Linked DNA regions of Zea mays: all the other regions are linked to region 3. A link is a contact called in public Hi-C data. All regions are on one chromosome and are shown on one strand. Each heading gives the region's core, a stretch centred on a gene start, on an enhancer-like site or on the middle of the called end of the contact. The rest is flanking DNA. Distances are from core to core; before and after follow the strand shown.

Region 1 (4,529 bases), core at 314-2,813, 300 kb before region 3:
TGGGAGTTCATGTGAAGTGTAAGACTGATCAACAAATAAGGGGTTAAAGCTGAGCATTGCTTTTAATAAGTTGGTCAAAATTTTATTTGTAGTAACTAAATGTAAATAAATACCAAACCAGAGTAATAGTAGATCATAATAATAATAAATCCCAATGTGATGCAAATGACAAATTGAATTTAATTCCATAAATTAATCATGTGTGTCTGAGCCGCTCATGACCGTGAGCACGACTGATATACCAGTTTTACACTCTGCAAAGGTTGTGCATCTTTACCCACAAGTCATGTTACCCCATCTTCCAAGGGATCGTGACTCCCATACACCTCTACCAAGGAAGCGAGGTAGGGTAACACTACAAGGCCTTTATAAAGTTCCACTAGCTTCAGAAAACACGCTACAATTTCTAGGAAGCTCCAATGCAGGGATCCCTCGCCTGACCGCCATCGCAGCAAAATCAACCCAAGGACCTCCCTACACTGACCACTTCCCAACTGCCCTTGCTTCTATCGGGTAAGGTAATCCTCCACTAGCTTTCCTAGTTAGTCAGCCAAGGACGTCCCATACTACCCTTGTGGTAGCACTGTTTTCCCGGGTGGTTCTCCATGTTCCAATTAACATAATGATCTTATCATGAACAGTAAATATCAAACTGATAATAAAAGTGTGATAATGAATAATGTATATCTTCATACCCAAAACCACATAAAGCAATAGCAGGTACTACCCAAAAAGTCAGTGGTAAACAAGGTATACAGATAGTCAAATTAGGGTAACCTATTGGGTCCCATCAAAATTAACATATGCAAATCATTATGATTATAAGAACATGATTGGGTAAAAATAAGTGATCAAGAGCACAACTTGCCTTCAACGAGCTCCTGCTCAGCAGTCTCCACCTACTGAACACCAGGATCCTCTGTAGCTGGCTCGTCTACTCGTAACAATAGAAACAAACATGGTATAGCAAAAATTAACATCACACCAAACAACAGAACGGAATGCATGATAATATTCTACGTGTCGTAACGAGATCGTAGGAACAAGAATCACTAAATTCAGAGCTACGATTCTCTAGTTATGAATTTCTGAAGTTATTTAGTAGCTAGAGTAAAGTAATTCAAGTGAATAATTTTAGTCCAAATGTCATGGCTAAACAGAGGCACTAGGTGATAGACAATATTAAAACAAAATAACAGCCACTGGAATGAATCAATTTGGAGCTAAAATGAATTAAATATGAATTTCACAAGTTTCTGGAATTATTTTTGTGCTAAAATCTATTTTCTAATTTCTTTTTCCTGTTTTACTGATCTCATGACTGCGTGCACAATTTGTTCTAATTTGTGCTAAAATCTATTTTCTAATTAAATATAGAAGAACTCGGGGTCTAAACCACAATTTGTTCCTAAGACTCAGATTGCATCCGTACTGGACGGCGGGTTGAATCCCACAAACCCTAGGGACTCTTTTGAAAAATCAGTCGGCTGAAGAGGTATCGTGTATTAGGAGCCATCCGATCTGGGGTAAAAGGGTTGGATTAGATCCAGGATCCCGCGAACCGGTATTCATCCACGACCCACGGATCGGAATCCAACGGTGTGAATTTAAAAAATCGCGGCAGGTTCAGGTCCGTCCGATCGCATCCAACGGCTCACCATCCACCCCGAAGGGGTATCCCCGGCGTCAAAGCTCAGTCATTGATGCTCGATCCAATGGCTATAGGACTACATTTCCCCAACCCGATGCAAGGCGCGGTGGCACCGCCGTTGAATTGCGGTCGACATTACCGGAGTTTGGCTAATCGACGATCTAGTGCGCGAAATAGTAAATTAACCCGGACTATATGGAGTAGGAGGCTGGGCGCACGACGGCGGAGTAGCGTACCGAAGGTTCAGGCGGCCACGAGGTCACTCCACGGCGGACCGCGGTTCTATGGCAGAGACACGATTTCGGTGACGGGTACCGCGCACCCAAGTCGAGCACCGCCCATGGCGTCCCAACGGTAATCCTCCCAAGATTCGCGTCGAGCACACCGGACTGCTTTGAGGGCGTCACCAGTGACTGATGACCAAGTCCGTGGCGGCGGCCAATCTCCGACCTCCCTCCTGTCCTCCTTTTCTCTCTTCACGGCGGAACAAACTCAATGGAGTGGATTCAGATGAGGGGGAAAAGATTGCGCGCGGCTTGGGAACTCCCGGTCCTTTATAGACGCGAGGCCCAGTAAACCAGCTGGTCCGCGCATGCCGCGGTTGGTTTCCACCCGCCTGATCGTCGCGGAAGCATGGGGAAGAAGATATCTGGCGTTCCGGGGCCACAATGTCAGTGTGTGCGGATCTGAGTGCATGTAATACCCACTTTGTGAATAAAGAAAAGAAATGGATATCATTAGTTGGTTTGCCATCTCACTACTATAACATGGAATTAATCATAATCAAAAGGACAAGATATCTAATAAAAATATTTAATGCATCATATTGGAGTTTTGTTTGTGCATATAATAATAATAAGAACATTATTAATCAAAATATAATAATAGGGAAATTGAATTAAAACCTAAATTGAAAATTAGGGTTTGAAAATGGAATAGAAAGGAAAACCATATGCATTAAAAGGGAGACTATATACGAGTAAAATATATCCTCTTATTACCTATATCCTTAGTTGAAATCTTGAGTCTGAGTATAGAATTTACAACAAGTTTGGAGTTCAAAATATGAATTCAAATGGAAAAGAAGACAAAATAGCAAAGAACAAAAAAGGAAAAAAGAAAAAAAGCGCATGGGCCTAACCCCCCTCCTATCCGGCCCATCCTTCCTTTACCCCGCGTGGCCCATCCACTTTCCTGCACACGCGCGGCCCAAGATCCCTTTCCCAGCGCGCGTCGTCACGCTGGCGAGTAGGCCCCACTGGCCATTCACTCAGTCACTCCACGCGCGCGACGCCGTTGCCTTGCGCCGCTGTGATACGGGCCCTCACTGGCAGTCACAATAGCGACTACGTGTGGTCCCCACTGGTCAGCCATCACCTTTCTTACAACGGCCATGCCGAGATGCCCGCTGCCGCGCGAAAGTCTCGCCTGCTGACCCGGCCGACCCTCTAGCGAGCATAAAGGGGAGCGCCGAGTTCTGTCTCCCTTTTCCACCATCTGCGAACCAAAGACCACCCCCAAAACCGCGTGGTAGCGTGCGGGTTCGTCGTTGCACCAGGGGCATTGGGCTACGCCGCCACGATATCTCACCTTCATCAGCGCTTTGTGCCTAAATCCAGACCTAAGGCCTGCGCGGGACCTGTGTGCAGCCAGCCGAGGCAATTCCGGATGAGATTGGCGGCTCATCAGCCACCAATTGCTCACCGCAATTCCGCACCATCGTAGATACGCGCATTACCGTGGGCCGGGGGCTACACGTCTTGACCACTGGTAAGCCAGTCACCACCTCGTTGCTATTTTCCTACTCTTCACGTTGGGCGTACATTGGGGGAAAATGGGGGTCGGGTTGGCCGATTGCGTGAACTCCGGTGCGTTACGCCGCCGTGATTCTGCACTGGCGCGTCGGGGGGAAGAAGATAGTGTGTGAGCCGTTGGATGATGTGTTGACGGCCTAGATTAGATTGATTAGATACCGGTTCGGTGGAGTCAATTATAGCCGATGGATCTAGATCGGGCGTGGGGTGATGAATCCTACTGTATTTAAATCTGGGGCGTCCGTCCAGATCGTGCGGTCCACGTTGCGTACCGATTCAATCTAATCTCGCGTGTTTGATTTGGATCCTGCGGCTCATAACGCACCGTACCCTTTCGGCTTGGCGACTTTGCATAAGAGCCCCTGGAATTTACCGAAACAAACCCGCCGTCCATTGCGGGGTTAGCCTGAGTCTAGGGATGTTTTTATGGAATAGCCCCTGTGCTTCCTGGTATTGGTGCAGGCAGTCCAGGAAATAAAGAAAATAGGGAAAAGGAGTTTAGAAATTGATTTGGGTTTAAAAATAATTGCAGAAACTCATTTAATTCATAGAAAATTCATATTAAGTCCAAATGAGTCCATTCCAATTTCTATAATTCCATAATATTATTGTTTATAATATAGTACCTCTGTTTTGACATGAAAGTCACATTAAAATTTATATCCTATTTAATCTTGTACAAAATACATAAAACCTTTAGAAATTCATAACTTAAAATCCATAACTCCAAATTGATCCTTTCGAGTGGAATTAATTTTGTTTAAGTATTGTTTATCACCTGGTACCTTTATCTAACCATGAAACTTGATTTAAAATTATTCACACGAATTACTCTATTCTAGGTACTTAATAACTTCAGAAATTCATAACTTCATAACCGTAACCCCAGATTTAGCAGTTCTCGATCCCACGATCTCGTAGCGACGCATAGATTATTATTACACAGTTTATTCTTATGTTTGGTGTGATGTTAATTTTGTCTATACCATGTTTGTCTGTATTGCTACGTTTAGCAGTGAGGACACGTGTTATCTGAAGAGCAAGTTGGTACCTGGAATCTCAAG
Region 2 (4,501 bases), core at 992-3,491, 420 kb before region 3:
ACTTAGCAATCAAGTAAGCCAGAGAACGAACTGTCCTCCCATTAGCAAGGTCACCAACCAAACCAAGTTTTATTCCATCTAGTGTGCCAATTTCTCTCTTTATTGTATAAACATCCAACAAAGCCTGAAGAAAAAAATGAAATTGCGAGTTAGAAATGATATTGTAAATTTTCAAACTAAAAGATAGATGCAACACAAAAGGTATTTAAGCAAGTTGTTATACAAATATAGAAATGCACTCCAGCGATTATGACTGACTTTGCTTATCATCGAGATGCAGCAGATATTTGGGTATTCCACATGAACCTTTGGGTAAATAACTACAACCAATTAGCTGTAGGTACTGTGAATATGTTTGCAGATCTATCGGAAGACATTCTTGCAGGTTTAGAATTTGCCATCACGAAGTTGCCAACACAAATAACCCTAGTTAATTTGTGAACAAATGGCACAAAGCATATGCCAGTACATAGTCTGTTCTAAGGAGAACTACGAATCAGTTTTGTTTTGTTTTGTTTTTTTGCTGTGGTCATTTTCATTCCTCCTATGCTATATCATATAACAAAATACTTAATGGACCACCAGACAGATCCAGGAACACAGATAGAAACTATGTGAAGAAAATGCTACAAGAATATTCAGTCTAAGCCCTTGCAGGAGTGTCCATCCTCAAGTCCAAGTGCACCTTCCTATCCTTTTTAACCTCCCAAAGTACCCAAACTTCAAAATAGCCATCCAGAAGATCATTGTCGCTCTTGGATAAGTTTGCAGGATCCCAACCAATTACTAGACAGTCACTCGCTAAAACCCAGTTTTTAGCTCTTGTGCCAATGTTAGAAAACTAAAAATTACTGTTTCAGGAGCTAACATCCAATGATGCCAATTGACAATACCATTTTTTAAAGTAGGACAGGAGGGTGGGTCAGAAACTGAACATTTACCTGGGTTGGATGTTGCCCTGGCCCATCACCTGCATTAATAACAGGAATATTCGCAGTATATGCTGCTCTCCTTGCAGCTCCACTTTCAAAATGTCTCAGAACAATAATATCAGAATAACCCTCAACGGTTCTTATGGTATCTGCATCATGGATACACACAGTTAATAGCCCCGAATTCACACAAGATACAGAAATTGGTAAAAGTTGATCTGAAATGTACATTAAGAACAAATTTAATTCTATAATGGAAGAGGCAATCCACTACATCATTTTCCTTCCGTTTCAATTCAATCCAGTTTTAATATCAAATTTGACTATATCGGGACTGGGATTTTGTGGGAAATGGAATTTAGCAATTGTAAACTGGCGCAAAGCTTGGTATGCTCGTTTCCTCACCTGCTCGTGTGTGCTCAAGCACCACCCGCCAGGGGCGAAGCTAAGTAGAAGGCTGTAGATGCATATGCACCCACAAAAATTTATAAAACCAGTGATTTTAACAAACTTTTCACCATATATGCACCACCTATATATTAGCACTATGCAAAGGCATTTGAACCCTCCTCTAATTCGCTCTAGCTTCGCCACTGCCACCCGCTCTATACAGCATCCATAATACAAATGAGACACCGAGTTTTCCAAGCCAACAACCCCATCGCCGTCACCGATACATACATAATTTAACCTACAGTATTCAACAAAGCAGCTGAAGCTCAGTAACTCACCTTCGAGTGTCTCCCCCTTGGCGGCGGAAGAGAACTCGCGCGCGTTCTCGGTGGTGAGCACCTCCCCGCCGAGCCTCCGCATAGCGGCCTCGAAGGAGAGGCGCGTGCGCGTGGAGGGCTCGTAGAAGAGAGTGGCCATGAGGTACCCCTCGAGGACGCGACTGGGAGCGCCGTGGGAGCTCCGCTCCACGGCCTCCATCTCCCGCGCCACCTCAAAGATCTCGTTAAGCGAGTCCCGATCGAACTGCTGCGCCTCTATCACGTCGCCCAGGCGCGTGGTGACCTGGTGCTGCTGCGGCGAGGCGGAGCTGCCGGCGGTGATGGAGGTGGCAGCGCCGCCGCGCAGGCGAGGTGCGGAGGAGGGCGTGAAAAACAGATGGGGCCTGCGGCGGGAGGAGGAAGCGAGAGAGAGGTGGGGCGTCGGGAGGGCGGCGCGAGCGGTGGAGACCATGGCCGGGGTGAACTGTGAAGCAGGCGGCGGGACGTAGTGAGGGTTCAGGGTTCAGCCGTTTTTCGGGGAGAAGCGAGTCTGCGAGTGCCACTGCCGGCAGGCGGCGGCGGGATTTTGCCTGATTTTAGGCTGGCGGTAGTAATTTCCGGTCTTAGGCTGTCTCTAATGTTCTCTAAATTTCGTATATTAAAAAAATATTCTCTATCATCTACAACATATTCTAAAAAAATTCATCTTTTATATCTTTTTCATCTCTAACAACATTATTTAAATTTGATCCTCTGTATCTACAATACTAACAAAATTCTTAAACTACTTTAGTTTTTTCTCAAAATTGCATTGTATTTCATTTGTAAATTATGTATGTATTGGAAATACATAAACAAATTAATTGTTTACATTCGAAATTAGTGGCCTTGTAAGTTAATTACAATAACACAAATTTATCGGGACTATATGGTTTATATTTTTCTATTGTCGAGCACCAAAAAAACATTATTGTAATTGTTCGTCAATCTTTGGTTATGTCTCTACTATATTAAAGCACCAGTTTTGACGATCATCCCGCGTTATATTTTTACAAATAACCATTTTCTATTGTTTGAAATGACCAACAAGACACATTTTCTTCACATCGATCACATCTAATCCAATTCGTCTATCCACTCCCCGTCCTCAGCGAATCCATGCCTTGCACGGGGCGCGAGCATCTGAGTCACCCACACAATGACACAAACCCACGCATGTTATGTCTTTCGTTCGTAGCAACGAACGATATGGTAAGTGGGCCTGCACCAAATGCACCGCGACAGGAGCCCAACAACCCATGCACGTCGCTCCATACGGGACAGGGAAAGCGGTTTCAGCAGCTACGGGGTGGAGCCGTTTTACTCATCCTAATCCGCCCATCAACCTAGCTACAAAACTTCTTATTGAGGCCCTAAAGCAATAGCGGTGGTGGATCTGCTCGCCGCCGGTGGTCTGACGCTCTACAGCTACTCCGACTTGCATACGTCCTACAAGGTACGCACATACATCTAATTTTCTAACTCACTGACTCCACGGGCATCTTCACAGGCATGTCCACCGAGTTCGTGTCGTGTTCGTGGGACCTAATGGAGACTGACGCTGTCGAGATGGAGGACATCGACGGTTAGGCACGAGCCACACGGAGGGCATCGCGCGGCAAGTCACCAACCTTAGGCACGACGATGGGCATTGGCGGCAAGGCGCCAACCTTCGGCACGACGGGGGCGGCAGCGTCATGTCGGTGTTTGGAGCCCGACTGTACACCCGGGGTTACCCCTCGCGGTGCTTTTGGGTAGGACGGTGCTGTTGACTATAACTCAATGGTTCGTGTGAGATGCACGAGAGATGACAGACGATTTTCTACAGGTTCGGGACGCTTGGAGAGGCGTAATACCCTACTTCCTGGTGAGGATCTTTATGTGGTGGGTTACAAGAGGAATCTCCGGAATGGAGAGAAACTAGTGATATGGGTTGGTCATTGACTTGGAAATGATGGGGTACCCCCTAGGCCTTATATATTCGACCATGGGGCACTACATGCATATGTGATGATGATATGTTCCTAAACAATAGTGAACCGACTGAACTGATCTTCCTATAATCTTGCCAACTTATTCCTAATTCGCTCTGATATTCAAGGTCGCTGCACGCAGGAAAGTCGGGTGGGCGCTGTGGATAGCGCTTAAGTCCAACGAGTCGCTTGGGCCTGAGTCTGCTTCTTTCTCGTGTTGGCCCATTCCGCCAGCAGTTTTCTCCTGGCCCACGAAGGGATGGTCTAGCGAGATAACAGGCCTAAAGCCTCTCGCGAGGCCTTCTTACCTTCTAGTGGACCCGAGGGATATCTGTCCCCCACAAGCCCCCAATCTTTGAGTTGATTTTGAAATAATCGGCCCAAAGATTCTAGGTCTAGCTCGCGAGTTTGTGGCATGATTTCCACTCTAGCAATGGGCGTGCCGAAGGTGCACCTATTGAGCGTTGCTCCTAAACTTTGAGTGACTCAGTAAAAACAGTCTTCTCAAAGGTCTTCATTTGATGCTTTGGAGATCAGCGTCTTGTCATCATATCATGCTTTAGAAGGAAGCATTTCGTCCTCTGGGATTAAAAATCTGCACCCAATGGGTGTAGCCCCCGAGCTTTGAGTGGATTTTTGAAAATAATCCACTCAAAGGTCTTCATCTCATGCCTTATAAATCAGCATTCTGTCATCGTCTTATGCTTTAGAAATCAGCATTTTGTCTTCTGGGATTAAAAATCTATTGTAGCCCCCGAGCTTTGAGTGGATTTTTGAAAATGATCCACTCAAAGATCTTCATCTCGTGCTTTAGAAATCAGCATTTTGTCATCATCTTATGCTTTAG
Region 3 (4,618 bases), core at 337-2,836:
CTTCGTGGTCCTGAGTGCACTGGAACAGAGCCTGAGCAGTGACCGGCTTCGTCTGAAATCCTTGAAAGCTGGTTAACAACAAATCCTTCAGCTTCTGCCATGAAGTGATCGTGCCTGGTCGAAGGGAGGAATACCAGGTTTGAGCAACACTTCTGACAGCCATAACGAAAGATTTGGCCATGACTGAAGCATTGCCACCATACGAAGAAACTGTTGCTTCGTAGCTCATCAAAAACTGCTTCGGGTCTGAATGGCCATCGAATACAGGGAGCTGAGGCGGCTTGTAGGACGGGGGCCAAGGTGTAGCCTGCAGCTCAGCGGACAGAGGAGAAGCATCATCAAAAACAAAATTCCCATGATGGAAATTGTCATACCAATCATCTTCGTTGGGAAAACCCTCCTGATGAAGATCTTGATGCTGAGGCCTTCGGTGTTGCTCGTCCTGAGCAAGATGACGAACTTCTTCAGAGGCTTCGTCTATCTGCCTCTGCAGTTCAGCTACCCTGGCCATCTTTTCTTTCTTGCGTTGAACCTGTTGCTGAAGGATTTCCAGATTTTGAATCTCCTGATCTAGATCATCCTCCGGAGGTGTTGGACTGGTAGCCTTCCTCTTCTGGCTTCGTGCCTCTCTAAGAGAAAGGACGTCTTGATTAGGGTCCAGCGGCTGCAGCGTGCCAGCCCCTGGTGCTGAAGCTTTCTTCGGCGGCATGACGAAGGTGATGCTTGTCGAAGATGTTGAAAAGCTCAAGAAATGGAAGTGAGTTCACCGGAGGTGGGCGCCAATGTTGGGGACTTGTTCTCAAGTGCTTCAATCGAAAGGAAATGATAGTACAAGCGTGACGCAGAAAGCAAATGCCAAGTCAGCGTGAACGGTACGGGAGTACTGTTCACCTATTTATAGGCACGGGACGCAACCCATACAAAATTACATTCATGCCCTTTACATTTGATAATAATTCTATGGTAATGTATCAAGGTCTGAATAGCCTTTTCATCTTTAAGTCGGTTTCATTTTCTGCAACCACGCCGAAGCTTTCCTGCTCAACACCTTCGGCTCTGTAGCAAGCTTCGTATTATTCCAGTCTACTGCAATGCCGACTTTAGTCCGAGAGTACCTGTTCACACATTGCACTACAGAAATACTGTTAAATCCTTGTTTTTGAGGACCTTCGGACTCCGAAGGTCCCCAACAGGTGACTTACCCATTCAGTGACTTTGGCACTGGACGTTCCAAAAACGGGTACTATCGGATCGGGTGTTTTGGACGGATTTGTTGAAACGATTTTCAACAGGTACCCCTTGGAAATGGGGTACTTGACTATTCTACAAGGATTATAGTGGATTTGGAACAAACTATGTTGGAGTTTTATCAATAATTTTATTCTAAAAAAAAGGGTTGGGAGTCGAATTTATACTGCAGAGTATCAAAATTATACTACTGCCTGCCCAACAAAAAATAAAAAGCATATCCTACATACCTAACTCCTCCAGGTTCATCGACCTGCTGGCCGGGCCGTCCAGCACCGTATGAAACTACCCAACCCAAGAGTATACACCCATCCCTAGTTGGTACCAACCCCGCTTACTCGAACACGCCTCCTGTTCCTATTGCTCAGACCAAACGGTCGTCGACCTGCTGGCCGGGCCGTCCAGCACAGTACCCGTCCGGGTCGGAGCTGTCGATACCTACAGCAGCTGGCACGTTCGTTACATGAACGAACTATCTATCGTAGCACGCTAGCACGCATCTGTTCCCGTCTCCTCAGCCTCCGTCTCAAACTCGCCCGGTCATCCCATCTCCACCACCACATCCGTCCTCTTCCGCCGCCGCCGATGGCCCGCCTCCTCACACAAACCCTCACCCTAGCCCGTCCCGCCGCCTCCTCCTCCCCCACCGCCGCATTCGCCTCCCTCCGTTGCCTCGCTACCAAGGTCGAGATCGTCGAGATCGACCTCACCGAGGAAGACGCTGGCTCCTCGGCCCACGGCTCCTCCCCCTCGTCCCCATCGATCGAGGTGGTTGGGATCCGGCGCCTGGAGGAGGCCATCCACGGCGTCATGGTGCGCCGCGCCGCTCCCGATTGGCTGCCCTTCGTGCCTGGAGGGTCCTACTGGGTGCCCCCGCTGCGCCTCCCGCACGAGGTCACCGCGTTTGTCGGCCGGATCGCGGCCTCAGGAGGCGCCTCCGGGGTCGCCAAGTTCATGGACGGTGTCGCGGCCCCTGGGGGCGCCGGGGCCGTTGGCGGCGCGTTCGAAGTCGTGGAACTCGACGACGACGAGCTCATGGAGGAGGAGGAGGAGGAGGCGCTTTGCTTCTCCACCACGCGCGGCTGGCCCTCGGCCTCTTTCTTCGTCCAAGGCGAGTCCCGTTCGTGATCTGGTGTTTAGAATTTCACATGTTTTGGTCTATGGATGCCATGTTTTAAGCAAATAGCTGTGGATCGTTGTGTTAGAAAGACAAACCTTCTCACTTTAATTATTTTATATGCACCCTATTTTATCAGATGTGTAGGAGGATTATTGCTGCGTGTTGGCCTTGCTTAGCTGTTACTCCTAGTACCCCACCAAATTAGCTTTTGGTGGCGTTTGCATATTAGGATATGTGGGTGGGAACGGGAATTGTTGTGGAGGAATGGGAAATATAAGGGCATGTACAATCTAGACACTGCTGCACGGTACTATAAGTATAAGACACAACTAAAACACAACATAATACAGTGGTCATGTCTAAAACATGTGTCTTACCATATTCATTCTACCAATCAGAGCATTCAATAAATTAAAGTGACCTATCAGCTAGTCTCCTGTCTCCAACATAGAGCTAAGACATTGTGTCTTCGTCAAGATACATGTCTTGAGTTTTTTTACATTCACCCCTTAGACACACTTTAAGACACAACTTAAGACACATATTGTACATGCCCTAAGGGGAGTCGGGGTACGGAAATGGCTATCCTGCCAATTCAATCCCAGCGGGAGAGTTGGGCCTTGTCATCTGATGGCTATGGCGGCGATCTTCAACTTTTGGCTCCAGCACCTGCGGCTAGCCACTCCTGTACTCAAGAAAGGGAGCAGCAGCTGGACCTGGCTATCAACAAAGCCTAGCATTTTTGGTTGGATGCACCTCTCGCCTCGCGCAGCAACGCTGTGGAGTTGAGGGTGGGTGGGGGACACGGGGACGGAGCCATTGCTAACCCTGCTTAGTGCCTTTTATCTTGACTTTCAAAAGATATGGTCCCAATCAACTCAAAGATAATGAGTATCCAGCATGTCAAGGACATGGCTATCCGCTGCACAAGGGCTGTCAAGGCTTTCAAGGTTTAGGATGCCAAGTCTCCATGGTGCTCTGGTTGGCAACCAGTTGATTCTTGAATGTCCATGTCCTGGACCATTTCTTCTATCATGCAAATCACTACACCTTTAAAGTGGGAGTTTCGTCGTGCATCGTCGGCCTCCCCATGCGCGTAGCGAGCGTCGCTAGATTTCCCCCACGCGCTCAGCAAAATATAAAAAAGTGTGCTTGCTGGGATTTGAACCATGGGTCTCTAGGAAGAGAGACATCGCCTCTAACCACTGTAACTTGTGTTGATTTATGTTATACAAAGAAACCATATATGATATATAGAAACCGTAGCGATGCACATGCAACTAAATAGTCCAAGTCATGTAGCACTACTATGTGTTTGAATAGAGTGCTTGGAAAGCAGCTATTGATGTTTCTAAACCGTGACTCCCCTCATGTTGGGTTTCAACTCTAGCCTACCCAACTTGCTTGGGACTGAAAAGCTTTGTTGTTGTTGTTGTTGCTGTTTTCATCTCTCCATCATCATTAAGTAAATGGAAATAGACCTGTTATGAGTTAAAAAAAGAACAAAAAGGAAAAAAAATTATAAAACTATAAGGAGTTGCGTACATGTGCTGTATAAGCTAATCTATCATAGTTGGTTTTAGTAAGAATATGAAGGTGCTTGATGTGTTGATAGGAGATGGGGTACAATATATAGACTCACAACCCTAACCCTAATGGGCCGACAACCTAACAGCGGTGCCGGCCCACTCACTCACACACACAGTCTAACATTCTCCCCTAGTCGCAACGGGGGCACCACACACGATGAGACTGGAGTAGAAGCCGAAGGTAGGAGCCGACGGGTTGAAATTCCCCCGTAGTCGCAGCGTCGTGAGGGTGCGAATGTTGTAGCTGGAGTAGAGACCGTGTGTGCTCCAAGAAGACGATAGCCCCTAGATGCTGAGGTAGCCAAAGTCGAGGTGTCCGCGGTTGGGAGACACGCAGCATGAGCCTGTTCTGCTGGAGGTGTCGACGTTCGAGCGTCAACGATCGGCGAGGGCGATACAACAAAAGAGCACCAGCAGGACGACCTTCTTGCTTCTTCGATCGTCCGGACGTCGAGGAGCCCCACCAGGGAGGCCGACGGCAGCGCACTCGTCTGCGCCGATCATGGTGGTCATGCCCGCGGCAGAATAGAAGGGGTAACGGCGGATCTGGCTGGGAAGGCCACGGCAGCGACGGATCCAGGCAGAAAGACGCGATCTGGTCAAAGGGACGGCGGATCGAGCCGGGAAGGTCGCAGCAACGGTGAATCCGGCCGGGAAGGCC

The links. Hi-C and Micro-C count contacts between places; a contact is called where the count stands out from the background.
Region 1: a Hi-C map of leaf shows a contact between it and region 3, with 5 times the contacts expected there. The contact joins the enhancer-like site here to the promoter of LOC100191378 in region 3. A contact is called at or near these places in 3 of 25 Hi-C or Micro-C datasets (ear, endosperm and leaf).
Region 2: a contact with region 3 is called in a Hi-C map of tassel, with 2.8 times the contacts expected there. The contact joins the promoter of LOC100282482 here to the promoter of LOC100191378 in region 3. A contact is called at or near these places in 2 of 25 Hi-C or Micro-C datasets (ear and tassel).

Annotation. Positions count from the first base shown.
Region 1 is chr4:71,928,783-71,933,311 of Zm-B73-REFERENCE-NAM-5.0, forward strand. No RefSeq gene overlaps it. Among protein-coding and RNA genes, the nearest start is that of LOC124544576, 81 kb to the left of the region's middle. Within about 2 kb of position 1,564, at least 18 of the 20 cell types and tissues checked have an H3K27ac peak or open chromatin away from gene starts, as enhancers often do. A contact at or near this core is called in ear, endosperm and leaf, where this site is marked.
Region 2 is chr4:71,808,466-71,812,966 of Zm-B73-REFERENCE-NAM-5.0, forward strand. LOC100282482 (aspartate carbamoyltransferase 1) reads right to left here and starts at 2,242. Exons shown (of 5, transcript NM_001155391.2): 1 at 1,664-2,242; 2 at 942-1,081; 3 at 1-124. The coding sequence starts at 2,114.
Region 3 is chr4:72,227,935-72,232,552 of Zm-B73-REFERENCE-NAM-5.0, forward strand. It overlaps LOC100191378, which reads left to right and starts at 1,587. Exons shown (of 3, transcript NM_001136812.1): 1 at 1,587-2,359. The coding sequence starts at 1,834.